Linked DNA regions of Capra hircus: region 2 is linked to region 1. A link is a contact called in public Hi-C data. All regions are on one chromosome and are shown on one strand. Each heading gives the region's core, a stretch centred on a gene start, on an enhancer-like site or on the middle of the called end of the contact. The rest is flanking DNA. Distances are from core to core; before and after follow the strand shown.

Region 1 (6,254 bases), core at 993-3,492:
CTTAGAGCTCTTCTCTCTCTTCCTCTGCTCCCCCAATCCCAGGCAGGCTCCCCGCACACAGACGTGCACACGCTCCGCCACGCCAGATATCTGAGGGCCGTCCCCACCCCAGGCCGGGAGCCTGGGTCCCCGGAGTCAGCCCCACCCACCAACCGTGCCGCTTCCCGGAGGAGCCTAGGGACCCCAGCTGCGCGGCCCGTCTGGATTCGCGCCCACAGGGTGAGCGACCTCGGCTCTGCCGTCGGGTTTCCCTGCCTCCCTTCTGCTGAGTGCCAGAGGAGAACCCGGACGCCAGGGGAGAAGACCACCCCTCCCCCTTGCCCCCACTGTCGCGGACACCGCGGTCTCCCTCCTGCAAGACTAACTCCCCCCACCCCCTACCCTCGCCGCTGATTCCACTCGGACCCCCAGGGGAATCTCTTACACTCGGGCTGTGAAGTTCGGGGTATTTTTAGGCCAGCGATAAATAATTCATAGGGAACGTGGCATCAGGCTCCCCCCGCGGGAGAAGGGGGCGCGAGCGGCGAGAGCCACCGTCACCCGCGGCTCAAGGACACTTGCGATGCGGCGGCGGCGGCTCTGGACGCCGGGACCCGCGCCACGCCTCCTGGCGGCCAAACTGGGCACCACGCACCCCGCGCCCCCCGCCTCGCCGCTGCCCTCTGCGGACCTCCCCGGCTCCTAGGTCCTCATCCCCGCTGGCCCCAAGCTGGATCGTGCCCCAAGCCCCGCGGGTGGGGAGCGCCGAGCTCACCTGGCAAGTGGGGCCAGGCGAGCAGGTGTGGGCGCCGTACCAGCTCAATCCTGCCCTAGGGCAGATTCGGGAGTCAGATTCCAGGTCTACTCGGCCCCTTTCACGTTAGTACTCGAATTCCTCATACCGCATTTAGGAACAGCTTGGAAGCTGACTGGCGCAGCCAGAAACTAGACGGGCTCTGAGACACAGCAGGCCATCCCCACCCCGCAAATTCCCTTCCTCAATTTCGGGGATGAAGTCAGGGCGGTGCGCTTTGGAGGGCTGGGGACCAAGCCCGAAGTCCCTCCGGGGGAGCAGGGCTAGGACCACTAGGGTGAGCGTCAGGGCCCGGCAGGAATTCCCCCTTCGCTCACCCGGCTCGTGGGATGCACCCTTGGGGATGGTCTGGCCGCTGGGTGACTTTACCTTCTCATGGCCCTGGCCCTGCCCGCCTAGGCCTAGGCGTGAACCACTTTCTGCAGCAGGAGGCTTGCGGCTCCCCTTCCCCGCCGTCGGGGATTCTGGTCGAAGCCCGGGGAAATCAGAGTAACGCGCTGGTGCGGCCGCCAAGGCCTAGCGGCACGGGGGCGCACGTGGGGTGGAGGGCTCTCGCCTCTCCCAAGTCTTCTTAGCCCACCCTTCGTCTCCCAGCCTCGAGCCTGACTGGGTCTTCCGGGCGCGGGGCCAGCGTTTGGGGAGATCCCACCACCCCGTAAAGCCCACGCTGGTTCCCTGAGGTCAGAGGAGGGAGGTTGCACAGAAGGAAAAGCTGGAAGGGGAGGACCTGGCGGGGGGGCGGGGATGGTGACGGGGCGGGACTGCGAGGGCAGATCCTCGGCCGACCTCCCGGGAGCAGGCGGCCGGCTGCTGGAGCCACCGACAGCCCCTTTGGTCCTCTCTGCTCCGCGCCCTCTCCAGCCCCCTTCGCTCTGGCTCAGCTCAGCCACAGCTCCAGCTCCCCAAGCCCCGCCCGGCTTCCCGCAGCAACAGTTGCGGGGCTCCTAGCCCCGACTCCTGCGTCCCCGAACCGCCCCCTCCCCAGCGGTGCCGCGGCGCCTGGCGAAAACGGGGGCCGGAGTGCTTGGTGACCCGGGAGACGAACGTCTTGGGCGCCTCGCCCGCGTCCTTCCCTCGCGTCCGCCGCGCGCGCCTGGCCCCTCGGCCTCTCTCCCACACCTCGTCCCCGCCCGCCTGAGTCTGAACCCCCAGGCCGGGTGCCCCAGGTCCCGGACCCCCAGCTCCACCCCACTCGGGCTCCGAACGCCCGCCAGACTCTCCCCGGTGCCCCGCGTCTGTCCCCGCCGTCCTTCCCCGCGAGGCGCCGGAGCCCAGCCCCGAGTTGGCGGCGAAGTTGGCGCCCCCCGCTCGCCGCCCACCACTCACCGGGGGGAAGGGGCGCTGCGCCCGCGCCCAGAGCCCGCGCCGGCCGCCTCCCGCGCGGTGCGAGTCCCGGCGACTCCGCTCCGCGCGCTGGCGCGCTCTGTCCTAGCTTGGCGGGCGCCTGGGCAGGGGCGCCTGCGGGGCCGGTGCCCGTGGCGTGGCCTGCTGGGCTGGGGCCGGGCCCGCCCCCGCGCCCCGCGCCCCTCCGGTGGCCCACTCGGCGCCGGGTTCCGTCCCGGGCTGGGCGCCGCGCCGCGCCTCCGGCTCCCAGGGCTCGCCAGCCGGCTGTGTCGGAGCACTGGCGGCCGCCGCCGCCACCCGCGCGGGCCCGCCCCACCGGGGCCCGCCGCCTCCGCCCCGCCCCGGCCGGCCCACTCCGCCGGCGTGTCCCTTCTCCCCGTGTCCCCAGACCCCACGGACTCGGAGAAAACAGGCTGCCCGCAGCCCTGGGTTCGAGCCCCAGGCTCACTAGGTGTGTGACCTTGGGCTGGTTAATTTTGAGGATTCAACCCCAGTCTGTAAAGTGACGCTGGCAGCTTGGGGGGCTGGTAAAAAGATGATGAACACGCTAGGGACACCAGGGTGCTATTTTTCAAAGACCTGTCTATCCAGCTGGAAAGCAACAAGGCGGGGAGGCGTTGGGAATGAGAGAGCGGGGAACCCGGGCCAGTCCGAGGGGCCACAGGGACACGCAGGCAAAGCGGCCCCCCGGCGCCCTGGCTCCCACTTTTGTCTTGCACTTGGTTGTGCTGGAGACAAACCAGGGACGGGGACCCGACAGGAGGGCGAGCAGAGCAGGCAGGCTGGGGTCACAGAGTGCCTGCAGGGCGGGCAGAAGGCAGGCCGACCACAGCAGAAGGGCCAAGCTGGGAAGACTGGTGGGCGCCAGGCGGGGCTGCCAAAACCCCCCACCGGCCCCCCTGGGGACAGGGAGCTGGCTCTGCAGCGCCACCTGGCGACTGGAGAGGAGCTGCGGCCGGAAGGTGACCCTGGGCCTCGAAAGAAGTCGCGCACACGAACCAGTGACCCTAGGTGGCAGGTGCTTTATTTCCAGCATATTCCTGACCTGGGGACCTTCCACAGTCCAGCAGGAGAGAGACAGGAGGGAGGGAGGTCAGCTTGTACCTGCCTCCATCCCTAACTAAGGTTATCTCCTTGCTGAAAAGTACCCACACTGGCAGGAGCGACCTTCTGGCTCAATAAAGTGCTCCTACACCCCTGGAGAAGAGGCAGCCAGGGCCGTATGCCAGGACGGGCAGACAACGCAGCTGGGGTGCAGAGTCCCGCTCAGGCTGACCCCGATGCCTCTCTGCTGCCCAGCGCGCCTCCTCTCTTCTCCAAGCAGGGCTAGGATCTGGGGTCACCCTCCTCTTCTCTCTGCACCAGGCTGGGCTGGGATCTGGGCTCAGTGCCCCAGCAGCTGCAGCATCTCCTGAGGATCCAGCAGCTTCTCTCTGGGCTTCCCCAAGGCCTGGCCCCGGGACACCTCCTCAGCATCCAGTTTCTCCCAGTCCGAGAAAGACACGGGCCAGACCCCTGCGGCAGAGGGAAGATGGCTCAGGGCCTCTACTTGCTCCCTTGCCCCAGTGGGGAGCAGCCCCCTTCCGGCCCAGGGACCTCCCCCAGATGCCCCCCTCCCCAACTCCTGGGAGCTCACATGGGGCCCAGACCTCGGCTGTCCAGCAGGGCCTTGATGGCTGCAGAGCCCGGCCTGGGGCCAGACGGCAGGTACCCGGCCCTCAGGTCCTGCAGCAGAATCTGGCCAGTGAGGAAGCTGTCAGTCATGGTGGTGGTGATGACACCCGTGGGTCCCCGCTTCACCCAGCCGCTGCAGTAGAGGCCTGGTGTGGGGTTGACAGAGGGCGAAGGAATGGGGAGTGGCCTGGGCACCCTGGCAAGCCTGAGCCCCAGGACACACATGCCGGGAGGATGGCCCCCAGCACCCGTCAGCGGGGCCCACTCATCTGCCGCCACTGCCCTCAGTTCCTCCCCAAACATACCCAGGTGTTCTCACCATGCACCGCCCCCCACCTTACACCTTAGGGTCCCTGCATCTTGGCGCTCTCTGTAGGAGTTGGGTCCTGTCACCTTGCTTCAGCAGGCTCTCAGTAAACACTGACTGAATGAATTAATAACTAGATAGGTATGTGATTTTTGGGGCTTCCCTGGTGGCTCAGACATTAAAGAATCCGCCTGCAATGCAGGACACCTGGGTTTGATCCCTGGGTTAAGAAGATCCCCTGGAGGAGGGCATGGTAACCCACTCCAGCATTCTTGCCCAGAGAATCCCCGTGGACAGAGGAGCCTGGTGGGCTACAGTCCATGGGGTCACAAAGGGTGGGACAGGACTGAGCAACTGAGCATAGCACACATACTTAACCAGGCTGGTAACTTGCAGAGGACAAGGATTAAGCTGCTGCTTAATCTCTAGTCTCAGCCCTGGCCTAGCCCAGAGCCCGATTTAATAACCAGACATACGAGTGGGCATCTCAGCTACACTGGGGACTTCTCGTAGGGCCAGGAGGTGGGTGGGGCTGAGTCACAGGCCTGACTCAGAACAGTTTCTCAATGCATATCACCTGATGAAGGAATGAATGTGAAACAGCCCTGAGAGACACCAGCCTCCCTGTGCCCCCGCCACGCCCTCTCACCTGGCACATCCACAACCCGGCCCTCCATATTGGGAATGACCCCAAGCTTGGGGTCAAAGGGCACACTGGGGTCGATGGGGCGGCTCTTATACCCAACGCTGCTCAGCACCAGCCCACAGGGGAGGTCCTCCACGTCCCCAGTGGGCACTGCCCGGGTGGCCTCTCCAATGCCCTGTGGGGAAAGTGTGGGAAACACCAGGCTGGGGGGTAGGGAGACTTGAGAACGGGGGTGTCTTTGGGGAACAGGAGACTCACCTCCAGTCTGGTGACTGCCAGGCGGATGCCTGCCACCCGCCACCCATCTGGCGAGGGCAGGACCTGCTGCGGGCTTCGGAAGAAGCGGAGGCCCCAGGCACGGGAGGCTGATGCCCGGCGGGCAGCCTCTTCCACTCCTGGCTTCTCCGTGGCTGTTCGAAGCAGCAGTTCCATCAGCCGCTTCCTTGGGCGAGCAGCCTCTGTCAGCAACGCAGGACATCTCAGGGCAGTGTCTGGGTTCCAGCCCTCTCCCCACATGCCCTCCCCCTAGCCCTCTCTGACCTAGATCATCCCCTCCTAGTGAGCTGGAGAGCCAGGAAAGGGCCCCTCACCCTTGATTCTGTCCTGGAGACCCAAGAAATCCACAGGATCCAACATGGGCCGAGTTCCTGGTAACTGAATCATCTCCCGAAGCTCCTTGGGGGTGGGGGTGGGGAGTGGGTGAGAGGGTCAGGTCCAGAGTGCTGTCCACTCCTAAGCCCACCCCAGAACCCAGCCCAGGGGAAACACCACTGCCACCCACCACCACGGAAGGCACTGGGCCCCAGGGGGCCCTGCCTGGCTCCCCCTCATCCACCCCGGGCAGCTCTGCCCTGCCACGCCTCCCAAGGGACCCTGGTCCCTGGCCCTCAGACCCCAGCACCTTTATGGTGAAGGCCACTTGTAGGGGTCCACGTCGGCCCACGATCCACACCGTCTTCACCCGACTCTGTCTCAGGGCTCCCAGGGCAGCCTCAGTGATGTCTGTTTTCTGGCACAAAAGGAGGACCTTAAAGTCACTGGAAACTGACAGCGGAAGCGGACTCTCCGTTTGCTGGTGTCCAGAGCCTGGGCGGTGAGAAGGCTGGCAACCTGAAATGGCAACACTGTCCCCTCTGGTGGCCAGACAGAGCACTGCCGCCAATTCTGCAAATGGTTCCAACTGGCAGCAAACCTGTCCCATCCCTTCATGGCAAACAGATGGGGAAACAATGGAAACAGTGACAGGCTTTATCTTCTTGGGCTCCAAAATCACTGCAGATGGTGACTGCAGCCATGAAATTAAAAGATGCTTGCTCCTTGGAAGAAAAGCTATGATAAACCTAGACAGCATATTAAAAAGCAGAGACATTACTTTGCCAACAAAGGCCGGTCTAGTCAAAGCTATGGTTTTTCCAGTAGTCATATATGGATGTGAGAGTTAGACTATGAAGAAAGCTGAGCGTGGAAGAATTGATGCTTTTGAACTGTGG
Region 2 (6,254 bases), core at 2,228-4,727, 62 kb before region 1:
TTTTTAATTTTTTAAAAAGCTATTTATTATTATTTATTTGTTTATTTGGCCGCACCGGATATTACTTATGGTGTTCGGAATGTTGAGTTGCAGCTTTTGAACCTTAGTTGCAGCAGGTGGGAGCTAGTTCCCTGACCAGGAATGGACTCTGGGCCCCTGCCTTAGGAATGAGGAGTCTTAGCGACCGGACCCCACTCCAGTACTCCTCCCTGGAAAATCCCATGGATGAAGGAGCCTGGAAGGCTGCAGTCTATGGGGTCGCTGACGGTTGGACACGACTGAGTGACTTCATTTTCAATTTTCTCTTTCATGCATTGGAGAAGGACATGGCAACCCACTCCAGTGTTCTTGCCTGGAGAATCCCAGGGACGGGGGACCCTGGTGGGCTGCTGTCTATGGGGCCGCATAGAGTCGGACACGACTGAAGTGACTTAGCAGCAGCAACAACAGCTACTGGACCACCAGGGAAGTCCCCTCATCGTGAGGATTTTTTTTTTAATTCCAGGAGCCTTTAGCAGCTTCATATTAGGGAACTGAGGAAGCGGATGCTGAATCATCTCTGAGGCCCAGGGTCAGAAAGGTTAGAACAGGGAAGATGTGGGGAGCTGGTGGGGCAGTGCCAGCTTTCAGGAACCAGCCAACTGTCAGTGAGGCCACGGCCGAGCGGGAGGCCTGGGGAGGGAGGGCCGGAACTGGGCAACACAGGGAACACAAAGGCAGATGGGTGAGGATGGACGGGGTGTGGGAGCTGAGGCTTCGGGTCAAAGAAGAGAATTTCATGGTGGAGATCTTGAAAAGGGAATCATTGGAATTAGCTGAGCTGGAGAGTAGGTGTGAACTCAAGCTTCAAACCTGAAGTCAGTGACTCAGCAGTTCCACTGGGAGGTGGGTTGCCAGGGGTGACAGGAAGTTGGGAGTGGCTCCCAGTGAGTAGGGGGTTTCTTTAGGGGGTAATGAAATGGAATTAGATGGTGGTGCTGACTGCGGAACTTGTGAATATACTGAAAACCTGTGTACTTTAAACGGCTGAACTTTATGGCACATGAATTATTATAGCTCAATTTTTTTTTTGTTTGTTTGTTTTTTTTAAATTTTGGCTGTACCACAAGGCTTGCAGGAGGATCTTAGTTCGCCAGCCAGGAATTGAACCTGAGTCCCAGCAGGGGAAGCACCAAGTCCTCACCACTGGACCGCTGGGGAATTCCTTCTCAAATTTAAGAAACGAGGGCAGGAAAAGGGAACCAGCATGAATGTTGACATCCCAAAGGGCAGTTGCAAGGATGGGTGGGGAGGAGGACTGGGTTGCGTGCTCAGTGGTCTTGGAAAAGTAGGGGGTTTTTTTGGAGGGTCAGCAATGTGGGTTGGTCTGTGTGCCAGGTCACCCCAGACTTGTTGGCCTGTCCTCAGGAAACCTGCAAGGGGGTTGAGCAGAGAGCTGCCATCTAAGATGCAGCTCCAAATACTATGCACTGATGAAGTGATGGGGGTGATGACTCGAAAGAGGAGGGTAAAACCGAGCCCCAGAGACTTTTTGAAAAGACGGATGGACCACGGGCTTTGGTCGCCCAGCGTGCAGCTGCAGATCCCGCCTCCCTGGAACCCGAGAGGAACCCTCCCTTCTTACGTGCCCTCCTGGCTAAGGCCTCCTGGGCCTCCTGGTTTCCACGGGTTTTGTCATAGCCCAGAGTCACCCTTGGGAGCTGTTGGGGGTGGTGAGGCTTGTCAATTTCTGGGCTGCTCAAATGTTGCCTCTCTCGGTTCCAGGTCGGACTGGTGTATATGTTCAACCTCATCGTGGGCACCGGTGCGCTCACCATGCCCAAGGCCTTTGCCACAGCCGGGTGGCTGGTCAGCCTGGTGCTGCTGATATTCCTGGGCTTCATGAGGTAAGAGGCCATCCTGGAGTTGGGGGTGCTGGGGGTGAAACCGGGGGCACCTCCCCGGGGAGCCCGAGCTCTCTCCATCCATCTAACAGAGATATCTGGTAACAGGTTCGCAGAGCAAGGAGAGGAGGCCCAAAGGTCTTGGGGCGGCGGGGGTTCACGCTGATGGAGTAGTTGCCCACCCCCCATCACTGGGAAGTTAAGACCTCTAGGGACTTCCCTTGCGGTCCAGTGTGGTTAAGACTCTGAGATTCCACTGCACAGGGCACAGGTTCCATCCCTGGTCAGGGAACTAAGATCCCACATACCCTGAGGCACAGCAAGACATTAGCAGAAAAAAAAAAAAAAAACAAGCGGAGACCTCCAGTTAGGCTCCAGGATGTCTCATGTGGGGCTCACGTGTTTCTTCCCCGGCTGGCTTTCCTCCTCTGCTGCGCCCATAATTTCTGAATGTGACCATCGGCGTGTGTTCCCTGAGAAGTTCCCAGCCAGCCACAGAAGAGATGCCAACTAACGTTTCAGGTGATCCAGGCAATCAGCTCGGAATTTAGAGTTTGTTTAAGATAGTTTCACCGAGCAGCAGTGATAAGCAGGCAGGTGCAGCCATATTCAGGTGTTAATCTCACATGGCTCCGTGCCCAGCAGCAAACAGGAGGCCCAGCCCTCGGGCACCCGCTCCGTGAGCAGGTGTGCGTGGCTCACCTGGGATGCGGCAGCTGGTGCCTCTGCAGGCCACTCCTCGGGGAACTCACAGGCAGGGGCCCCAGGCTAGAGAGGGATTCTGTTGTTCCTGTTTAGTCACTAAACAAGAAGTCACTTGTTTAGCTGCTCTTTTGCAACCCCGTGGGCTGTAGCCCGCCAGGCTTCCCTGTCCATGGAATTTTCCAGGCAAGGAGACTGGAGGAGCTTGCCATTTCCTCCAGGGCCTCTTCCCGACCCAGGGATCGACTCCCGTCTCCCGCACTGGCAGGCGAATCCTTGACCCCTGAGCCACCCGGGAAGCGCCACAGAATTCAGTAGCTGAAGTCAACTAAGGCTGCACGGGGCTGCACGGGGTGGGAAACGGCCCTGTTTTTCCCTTTCTTCCCGTGTTTTCCTCTGGGGAGGTTGTATGTAGCCTCAAGGTACTGTGGGCTCATTACGTCCTGCAAGCTCTGTGGCCAGGAGCCCTAGACGTCCTTGTCCTCCTGTGACTCCGCTGTCCCCTTCAAAGGACCTTCAGCACAGGCAGCCGCCTGAAAGGGAAGTGGTTATTGGGGGCACCCAGGCAGGGGCCGCCACGCAGGGGCTGCCACGCCCCCCCAGCCCATTATATTCCAGCATGATCCATGAGCTGGCTTCGTGCAGCCACGAGAGCCTCTTTATGCCTTAATTAAGATGGATTTTAGTTTTACTTCCCAAAAGAAGAGGCAATGGAAAGCCCTTAAAATGGTCACTCAGGCAAGATAATGAGAAACCTTTCTAGGAGGAGCTGCGGTAGCTGGAGTTTCAGGGCTGGCTGCCCCACCCCCATTGGCTGTGGGTTAACTCCTGGGCACCCCCCACCCCCCGCCCCCGTCCCCACCGCCTGACTGCCAGCCTGCGGCAGGTGCCAGCACCCGAGGTGAGCCAGGGGGGCCTGCGGGAAGCCCGCCTGCCCAGCAGCTTCAGGAAAGAGGGAGGTGAATGTTCCTGAATGTTCCACCTGCTCCGTTTCAGCAGGGGTGGGGTCACTCCGGTTTTCGCAGCAGGAACCCGGCCCTGCCCTGTAACGTCTGCTCACAGAGCATTCTTGCTGTCAGCCCAATCTCTCCGGTTTCCTTAAAAAAAGTAGATTTTTCTCTTCACTCTAGTCTCACTTCTCACAAAGGTCTGATGCTACCTCCCAATCTCCGTTTTGATTCGGGCCAGATTATTAGGCTATTAAAATATTAACACATTTTCATCTGTTAATATGTTTTAACTTATTAATTAAATATGTTGATTTATTGCATTCTTTCTTCATTTACTTTAATAGCAAACATTAAAATAACAATTATTTTAATATTAGCCAGGTTATTAGGAAAGTAAAAGTACCCCCTACCCCCCCAAGAAGTAAAAAGGGGAGGGTGATTCCAGGGCCAAGCACCCTTTTCAGTTATCCACACCCGTGCTCCGTTCATCAGCGTGTGTAAGTGGGGGTTGACCGCTTGCCCAGCGAAGAGACGTGAGAGCTGCCCACTGCCCTTCCCTGAAGCCCCGGGCGGGCCCCTTGTGGACCGGCTTCCTCCTCCCAGTATAGAGCCTCATCTGCTGTCTCTCTACCCCCCATCTCTCCCACCTCTGCCCCCAACAGGCCCCTCCTGGGGTGCTGTACCACCTTGCCCCCGAGTCACCTCTCCCCCAAGGTCACACTCTCTCCTTCCATCAGCTTGATTCACACCCTGGTCTCCTGTGCACTGAGAATATGTTCTAAATATAAACAGACATCAGGGCGAGCCCATGAGGCACCGTGGAGGCACACACACCTTCGTACAGGGTCAGACCCATCCTAGGACTTGGGGTACCTTCCTCAGCAGAGAGAATGCTTTGGGCTGGCTGGTTGGTCGGGTCCAGTTTTCAGTGGCTTTTCCTTTTATCTTGTGCCTCCTCCAACCTCCTCCCTGCCTTTGGCGATTAACCCGTGGCCTTTCCCTGCAGCTTCGTGACAACTACCTTCGTGGTGGAGGCCATGGGGGCGGCCAACGCTCAGCTCCGCTGGAAGAGGATGGAAACCCGCCAGGTGTGTGGGCCACCCTGGGCTCCGTCGTGGAGCCGCTGAGTGCAGAGAGCGGGCCAGGCCTCTCCCCGCACCCCCTCCTGACCGTGGGCAGCTCCGGAACCCGGAAACGTTAAAGAAAGTTACTCAGTCAGTCGTGTCCGACTCTGCGACCCCATGGACTGTAGCCCACCAGGCTCCTCTGGCCAAGGAATTCTCTAGGCAAGAATTCTGGTGGGGGTTGCCATTTCCTTCTCCAGAACCTGGACTTCTCTGGGCATTAGTGAGGAGCTGAAGTTCGCAGCCATGTCAGCTTCCAGAATATGCACAGCCTCTGCTGTTGCGCCCTCCTCACCCGGTGCTCTCCGCCATCCCCTCCTTGCTCCCTCCTCCCCCGATGCTCTCCAAGCATCCACTCAGGCTCCCTCCTCCCCCGGTGCTCTCCGCATCCCCTCCTTGCTCCCTCCTCCCCCCGTGCTCTCCGCCATCCCCTCCTTGCTCCCTCCTCCCCCGGTGCTCTCCGCCATCCCCTCCTTGCTCCCTCCTCCCCCGGTGCTCTCCGGTCATCCCCTCCTTGCTCCCTCCTCCCCCGATGCTCTCCGGTCATCCCCTCGTGGCTCCCTCCTCCCCCGATGCTCTCCGGTCATCCCCTCCTTGCACCCTCCTCCCCAGTGCTCTTCGTCATCCCCTTCTTGCACCCTCCTCCCCAGTGCTCTCCGATCATCCCCTTCTTGCTCCCTCCTCCCTCAGTGCTCCCTGAGCATCCCCTCCTTGCTCCCTCCTCCCTCTGACCTGGGAACCTTCATCCCAGGACCCGTGATGCGCCTCTGACCCTCTGATGGGACAGCCCGGAAGTATGGAAAGCTCCCTGCTCAGATGCCTTCTAGGAAGAGAGAACGAGCAAGCAGGCTCTCCCTTGGGTGTCCCCTTTCCTTTCCTGTCTTCCTTACCCTCCGCATCCCGCCCCCTCCCAGGAGGAGGAAGACGACGACTCCTCCTCGGCCTCCGACAGCGACGTTCTCGCCCAGGACAGCTACGAGCGGGCGGAGAAGCGGCCCATCCTGTCTGTGCGTAAGTCTTGGGGTTCCGGGCTGGGCCGCGCTCCCCTCTGGTCCACGGGGTTCCCCTTCCTCATGGAGAGGGCTCAGGGCAGGGGCGGGGGTTCTCTCTGCAGAGACCCTCTGAGAGCACTTCCCACCTGAGGGCTGATGCCAGGAAGGCAGCAGGGAACATACAGCAGAGCCGCAACCCTGGAGCCGGGCCAGGCTCCCCCCTGCTGGATCTGCCGCCAACTGTTGTCTGCAGCCTGGGGAGGGCCCTTGACCTCGGCCCCTGGAAGCCCGAGTCTGTGTCAAGTCTGTAACTTCCCTCCTTCCTGTCCCACCGGACAGAGACACACCCAGAGCCCAGCTGAGCCAGGGAGGCACCCCCGCCTTCCCACTCACCCCACAGTGAGCATCCCTGGCTCCCTTTCTGTAGACATTTTCTCTTTTCCTTTATTTATTTATTTTTTGGCTGCACTTGGAGGCACATGGGATCTTCATTTCCCCACCAGGGATCAAACCCATGACCCCTGTGATGGAAGCTCAGAGTCCTGACCACCAGGGAGCCTCCTCTATGGGCGTTTTTAAAAATGTTTCAAGCAGGAAGCACAA

What was found. Hi-C and Micro-C count contacts between places; a contact is called where the count stands out from the background.
Region 2: a contact with region 1 is called in a Hi-C map of blood, with 2.7 times the contacts expected there. The contact joins the enhancer-like site here to the promoter of GRIN2C in region 1. A contact is called at or near these places in 2 of 5 Hi-C or Micro-C datasets (blood and liver).

What each region holds. Positions count from the first base shown.
Region 1 is chr19:55,761,898-55,768,151 of ARS1.2, reverse strand. It overlaps GRIN2C (glutamate receptor ionotropic, NMDA 2C), which reads right to left and starts at 2,242. Exons shown (of 13, transcript XM_018063857.1): 1 at 2,120-2,242. FDXR (NADPH:adrenodoxin oxidoreductase, mitochondrial) reads right to left here. Exons shown (of 13, transcript XM_018063852.1): 8 at 5,666-5,773; 9 at 5,355-5,439; 10 at 5,023-5,222; 11 at 4,768-4,939; 12 at 3,787-3,957; 13 at 3,140-3,652. The coding sequence ends at 3,522.
Region 2 is chr19:55,824,659-55,830,912 of ARS1.2, reverse strand. TMEM104 (transmembrane protein 104) reads left to right here. Exons shown (of 10, transcript XM_018063860.1): 3 at 1,765-1,886; 4 at 4,542-4,623; 5 at 5,574-5,670. Among named protein-coding and RNA genes, the nearest start is that of TMEM104, 13 kb to the left of the region's middle. Within about 2 kb of position 3,477, at least 2 of the 5 cell types and tissues checked have an H3K27ac peak or open chromatin away from gene starts, as enhancers often do.